2 separate regions of the Mus musculus genome follow, and region 1 is linked to region 2. The links are chromatin contacts, called in public Hi-C maps. All regions are on one chromosome and are shown on one strand. The core of a region is the stretch at or near the end of the contact, and the rest is flanking DNA. Distances in the headings are between cores, read along the strand shown. Region 1 has its middle 310 kb from the start of Pvt1. Region 2 overlaps Pvt1 (Pvt1 oncogene).

Region 1 (2,716 bases), core at 131-2,630, 88 kb before region 2:
AAAAAAGAAAAAAAAACCCTGCTCACTCTATTAGGAGTCCCACAAGAAGATGGACTTGCACACTGTAATTGTGTGTGCAGACATATTTACAGGTCAGACCCATATAGACTACTCCCTGGTTAACAGTTCAATCTCTGTGTGCCTCTTTGAGCCCAGGATAGTTGATTCTGTGAGTTTTCTTGTGGTGTACTTGACCTTTTTGGATCCTACAATCCTCACCACCACCCTCCACACCCTGCCTCTTCTGCAGGGTTCCCAAGCTCTACCTAACGTTAGTCTGTGGTTTTCTAAATCTGTTTCCATCAATTGCTAGATGAAGCCTCTCTAATGACCTAATGACAATTGGGTGGGGCAACAATCTATGAGAATAGCAAATTATCATTAGGAATCATTTCATTGGTTTTGTGTGTGTGTAAGAGAGAGAGAGTTGTGCTTTGTTCTATCCTAGGTCTCTGGGCAATTCAGAATCCAGACTGGTTCCTGGCCCTCCAGGCAGAATCATGGATACAATCCCTCTCATGGCATGCATCTCTAGCTGGACTATTCATTGCTTAACCATTCCCACAATTTCTGCACCACCTTTTCTGTGGCATATCTTGTAAGCAGGACAAATTGTAGGTCAAAGGTTATATGGCTGGGTTGGTGTCACAATACTTCCACTAGACATCTTGCCTGGTTATAGGCAGGAGATGGCCAGTTCACAGCCTCAAGTTTATGGGAATGCCATTTACTTCATACCTGAGCAAGCTTGTAACTTCAGTTTAAGTCTAATAGTTTCACTATTAAAGGGAAGGGTAGTTCCTTCCATTGGATATGAGCCCAAAGGTAAGGGACAGAAAAGTCAGTCTGTATGTCCTTCAGCATTGTTCCCAATACTTACTAAGTGTTCTGTGTCTGTGAGTTGTTCGAACCCGAATCGTCCTTGGCTACCAGGAAAACCTGCAAACCTGGAAGCTACCTGAGTTTCAGAGACTAAAAAGATATTCCAAGCAAATTAATAAAGTTGACAATGGCACAATGGCAATGAGTTAAATATCCCTAATCTCTGAAATGACTGTCTATAAGGAAAAAAATTGAGATGTGACATCCGAAGCTCAAAATTGGGTAACTAGGCACTGCCAGTTTCTGGCTAAGCACCTCAAGCAACTTCAGTGTCATTTCAACAGAAGTTTTCTTGTCTATTCAATAGGGCGCAATCATATTGACTTCAAAGCAAATGAGCTATCAGCCTGTTCAGTGAGCCAGTTGTGAGAACCCAAGCAGCTACTTAAATATTTGTGTCCTTTTCAGAGCCGGGCCACAAAGGTGCCACTGCTGATAACCTGAGACCAACCAAATGCTCCTTGTCCTTTGTGCTGCTACTGGATTCGGTTGCATAATGAGCCCTCATTTCTGAGAAAGGCCAGGTCAAACCATTCAGGCTGTACTCCCAGCATTAGCGCACCCTCCATTCCAGGGAATGTCATTGGCCTGTGTCTCTAACAGCACAGCATTCCAAGAGAATCCTGTTTAACAAAAGCTGGATAGAACAACCAATAGCTGGAATGACGAAGTTCACTGACTACAGATCTTGAGACCTTGGCAATCCGTGTCACCCTCCTCTTTCTCGAAGAGGTCAGTTTCATCAGTTATTGGTTTTGTCTTGATAGAACTCAGAAAATCCCACAAGAACAAATCATAGGTTGTTTTTATCATTTTGTTCCATTTCACCTGTTTGCTTAGCAACCCTGGTAAAAAGCTTTGGGCAAACAGAAACCTTTTAATTCTACTGAGTCCTTACCCAGGACACTTTGGTTGCAGGAGTAACTGAAAAGGGCACCTTCCATTTAGACTTTTCTCATAAGTAAAGCTTCTTTAACATTCCTGTAATGATAAGATAAAATACCTATGACTTTTGCTCTAATAACAAAGAAATTAAAGAGTTTCTAACAGCTGTTTATTCACTCAAGTATGGACCAAATATTCATCAAACAATAGATATAGTTCTTAGCTGAATGTATAACAGAGATTAAAGTAGAATCCTTTTTTTATGGAGGGGAATCCAAATAGAACCTATTCCTCTTGTCCATGGGGAATGGATCCAGATATCCATCTGGACTGGAAACATTCCAGATAACACAAATACCTGATTGCCTAGTATTTGTCCAGTGAACATTGGCTCAATTTCAAGTGCAGATGCACTTACTGATGTAAATGTACAGAAAGAACAAACCTTTAGGAAAACATACAGCTACTTTTTTGTTATTTTTTTATTTACTCCATCAAAAAGAATTAGGACCCTGATGATAAAATAAATGATGGATTATCTAATTCTTTTAAATGCTGCACTATATTAGATACTTCTGTGTTTATTCATTCACTTCTTCAATTAACAATTGTTCATATGGGTATTCTGTGTGTTAGGTACTAAGACTACAGAAATCAAGAAACCCATCTCTTTGCCCTTCTAGACCTTTCATTCTCCTAGACCTAGATAATACCAGTGAAATGATGAGTTCTAGGATGTGAGAATGATGAGGAGAGAAGAAATGCAAATCTTTTGTAATGATTTTTTTATTTATTTTATATATATATATATGAGTGTACTGCGGCTGTCTTCAGACACATCAGAATAAGGCATCAGATCCCATTACGGATGGTTGTGAGCCACCATCTGGTGGCTGAGAATTGAACTCAGGACCTCTGGAAGAACAGTCAATGCTCTTAACGGCTAAGC
Region 2 (2,889 bases), core at 136-2,635:
AGACGCTCTTCTCTAAAGAGAACGTGTCCCTTGTATGAATGATGCAGACATCCAGAGGACAGGGAGGGCTGCAAGTCCACTTAGCTGGAGATTCGGAACTGACAGGCATAGCCTTGCCTGAAGGCCAGGCCTTTATCCATCTTAAGATGGCTTGGACCTGTGAAAGGAATTCTGATAGGAAGAATATAGAGATGGCTGCCTGGCTGCCTCCAGGAGTTTGACACACACTGTGCCACACACAGTAGGCAGCTATGCCCCTGTTTCTGTGTCCAACTCCAGGCTATGGCCAGGCAGGACATGTCATGGCTGGTCAGCATGGTTGTACCTACTCAGTTGAATCATTAAGCAAGAGCTAGAGCTATGGACACCATGCTTATATAATACAGACAGAATGAAGACAGGGAAACTGAGGCCCAGGAGCCACTAGGGATCTCTGCAAATAACAATGCTCCAGGCACCATAGTAAACTTTTTCTGAAGATCGCTAAGGATATTGAATCCTCACAATGGCACAGTGCACTCTTATACGTCACTGCCCTAGTGTTTTTTCCTATTGCTGTGATAAACACCACGACCAACAGTAACAGAGAGGAAAGAAGGGTTTGTTTGGCTTACATGTTTGCATCAGTCATTCGCTGAGGAAATTAAGGGCAGGAGCAGAGACAGGGACCATGGAGGAGACCTACTTACTGGCTTGCTCCCAGGCGCATGCTTAGCTTCCCTTCTGATATAAGCCAGGACCCCATGTCCAGGAGATGGCACCACCCACAGTGGGCTAAGCTGTCCTCCATCAATTAGCAACTATGAAAAGGCCTCAGAGACATGCCTACGGGCTAATCAAATGTAGGCAACTCCTCAACGGAGATTCCTTCTTCCCAGGTACCAGGGAATATCAAAGTGACCAAAAAGCAAATAGCAGAGCCATGTGTACTGTAACCTATATTGTCAATCAGTGTGTTGTAGGTGTGACCGTGGTTAGAAACCTTAAGCATGAGCCATTTCCGGGGTTGTTCTTGCTCTCCTTATGAAGAGGATAGTGAGGATGAACTCAGGCTGTTTAGCACTATCCATCTTTTTCCCCAACACGCTCATGTCCTTTAATATTTGACTCCTGTTGGAAAACCACACTGGAGAGCCGAGCCTGTAGGAAAAAGAAAGTGGAGAAGGTAAAAGAATTGTCTTGGAGCCACTGAAGACCTAAGCTTTTCCCCTTCTAGTCCCCCAGAAGGGGAAAGAAACTGTATTTGCCAGCAGACTTAGGGATGGTTCTGAATAAAGGTTTGCACGCTTTTCCAGAGTGCAAACAATGCTAGCTAGGGACAGCCCTGAGGCTCATGGGCACACAGGCTTAGCAGGCAAGGAGGCGGGGCTGGATGGAGCTGGACAGGACCCAGCACACAGCTTTGTATAATGAGCTCAGTCAGCCCTGTGGGGTCACTCCAGAACACCAGGGCAACCTCCGTACCAGAAAAACAAACTCATGATCCCTGGCCAGGCAGGCACCATCCAAAGAGTAAACAGGAGTGATCACACCCCAGGGACCCCCCCCCCCCAATACTCCTCCCTGTCCTGTTGGGCTAATAATAATCTCAGTAAGTAACATGCACAGTGGATTAATGTGTCAGGCACATGGGCCCAGGGGCTTGTATACACCTTTTTAACCATCAGAAAGCCCTTGGTGTGAGTGGACAGGAAAAACAACTTCCAGCATTCTGCGGCAGCATACAGGAAAGAGGAGCTACAACATATCACAAGAGAGCCGCCAGGTTGTGACTGTTTCCATACACAATGATGTTTTTGAGATGATTGACAACTCATTAGCCTGACCCCAATTGTACGTTTGCATGTATTGAGATGCCTTACCACACCGATAAATATACACAATTACCATAAAATATGGGAATGATTAAAAAAATATCCATTTTACAAGTGAGAAATTAGGATTCACGGGTCCCTTAAGCTATATAATAGTAGAATGTAAGTGAGACTCTAGGCTGCTCCAGTGACTGCCACATGAGGTTGGGTTGCTGGAGCTGGCACAGTGAATGCATATACACAGATAAGCATGTCACTAAGGAGCCTTGTCTCATTGGTAAAATGGGACCACAGGTTCTAGGCTGGCATTGTGGATGGAGATACAGCTGTTCATAACTGACAAGCATCCTGTAGTTGCCTGTAGTTCCTGTGTAACTTGTGTAGGATCTCAGGCTCACAGCCTCTGACATCTCCCACACTGTGGGATGAAACTAACTTTGGATCTGAAGTTTCCTGTGTGCTCCCACAAGGACCCAACCCAGCCCTGGGCAGTGCTTTCAATTTGATGAAACCTTTAAAGTTCAAGCCTAACAGTAGTTCCAAAGGTCTTACAGGAATGTGTGTTCAGTCCCTGGTCACCCCTCCTACTCCAGCATTTTTTGCCCTTCTGTTCTTTCACCTTATTTTGCATAATTGTGTATTAAAATATCCATACTCCCTTGTGCAAACATTGAAGGGCAGGGCAATCCTTTTATCCTTGAACTATAACAAAAATAAGTTAGGGACTGGATGCTATGTCTCCATATCCATGTGATACAATACTGACCTCTGTTCTGGGGGTGGGATGCGTTGTGTGAGTTTGTGTGTGTATGTGCATGTGTCTGGGTAGGCTCTGGTGGTGTGTTAATTGGTGTGTTACTATGACAGAGTACCTGCAGAGTAGCCTGAGGGAGGAGATGTTTATTGTTGGCTCATGATTTTAACGGATTTCGACCTTTAAAAGAGAAAGAGGTACAGTGGCTGGTGGTATTCATGGTGTGAGCAGCAGCTTTTGTCAGATCAGAAAGCAGAGAGGGAAGCAAGGGCCCGGTGACTCGGTTCAAAGCACATCTTTACTAACCAACCTCTTCTAGAC

What was found. A called contact is a pair of places that touch in the nucleus more often than the background predicts.
Region 1: a Hi-C map of liver shows a contact between it and region 2, with 3 times the contacts expected there. The contact joins two enhancer-like sites. A contact is called at or near these places in 2 of 15 datasets of contacts at CTCF or cohesin (CD8 T cells and the NIH/3T3 cell line), 8 of 484 Hi-C or Micro-C datasets (B cells, the N1E-115 cell line, liver and 1 more) and 4 of 115 datasets of contacts at active chromatin or transcription factors (CD8 T cells, embryonic fibroblasts, hepatocytes and 1 more).

Annotation. Positions count from the first base shown.
Region 1 is chr15:62,344,740-62,347,455 of GRCm38.p6, reverse strand. No RefSeq gene overlaps it. Among named protein-coding and RNA genes, the nearest start is that of Pvt1, 310 kb to the right of the region's middle. Within about 2 kb of position 1,380, at least 3 of the 459 cell types and tissues checked have an H3K27ac peak or open chromatin away from gene starts, as enhancers often do. A contact at or near this core is called in hepatocytes and liver, where this site is marked.
Region 2 is chr15:62,256,672-62,259,560 of GRCm38.p6, reverse strand. It overlaps Pvt1 (Pvt1 oncogene), which reads right to left. Exons shown (of 5, transcript NR_132747.1): 5 at 1-1,140. Among named protein-coding and RNA genes, the nearest start is that of Pvt1, 220 kb to the right of the region's middle. Within about 2 kb of position 1,385, at least 102 of the 459 cell types and tissues checked have an H3K27ac peak or open chromatin away from gene starts, as enhancers often do. A contact at or near this core is called in hepatocytes and liver, where this site is marked.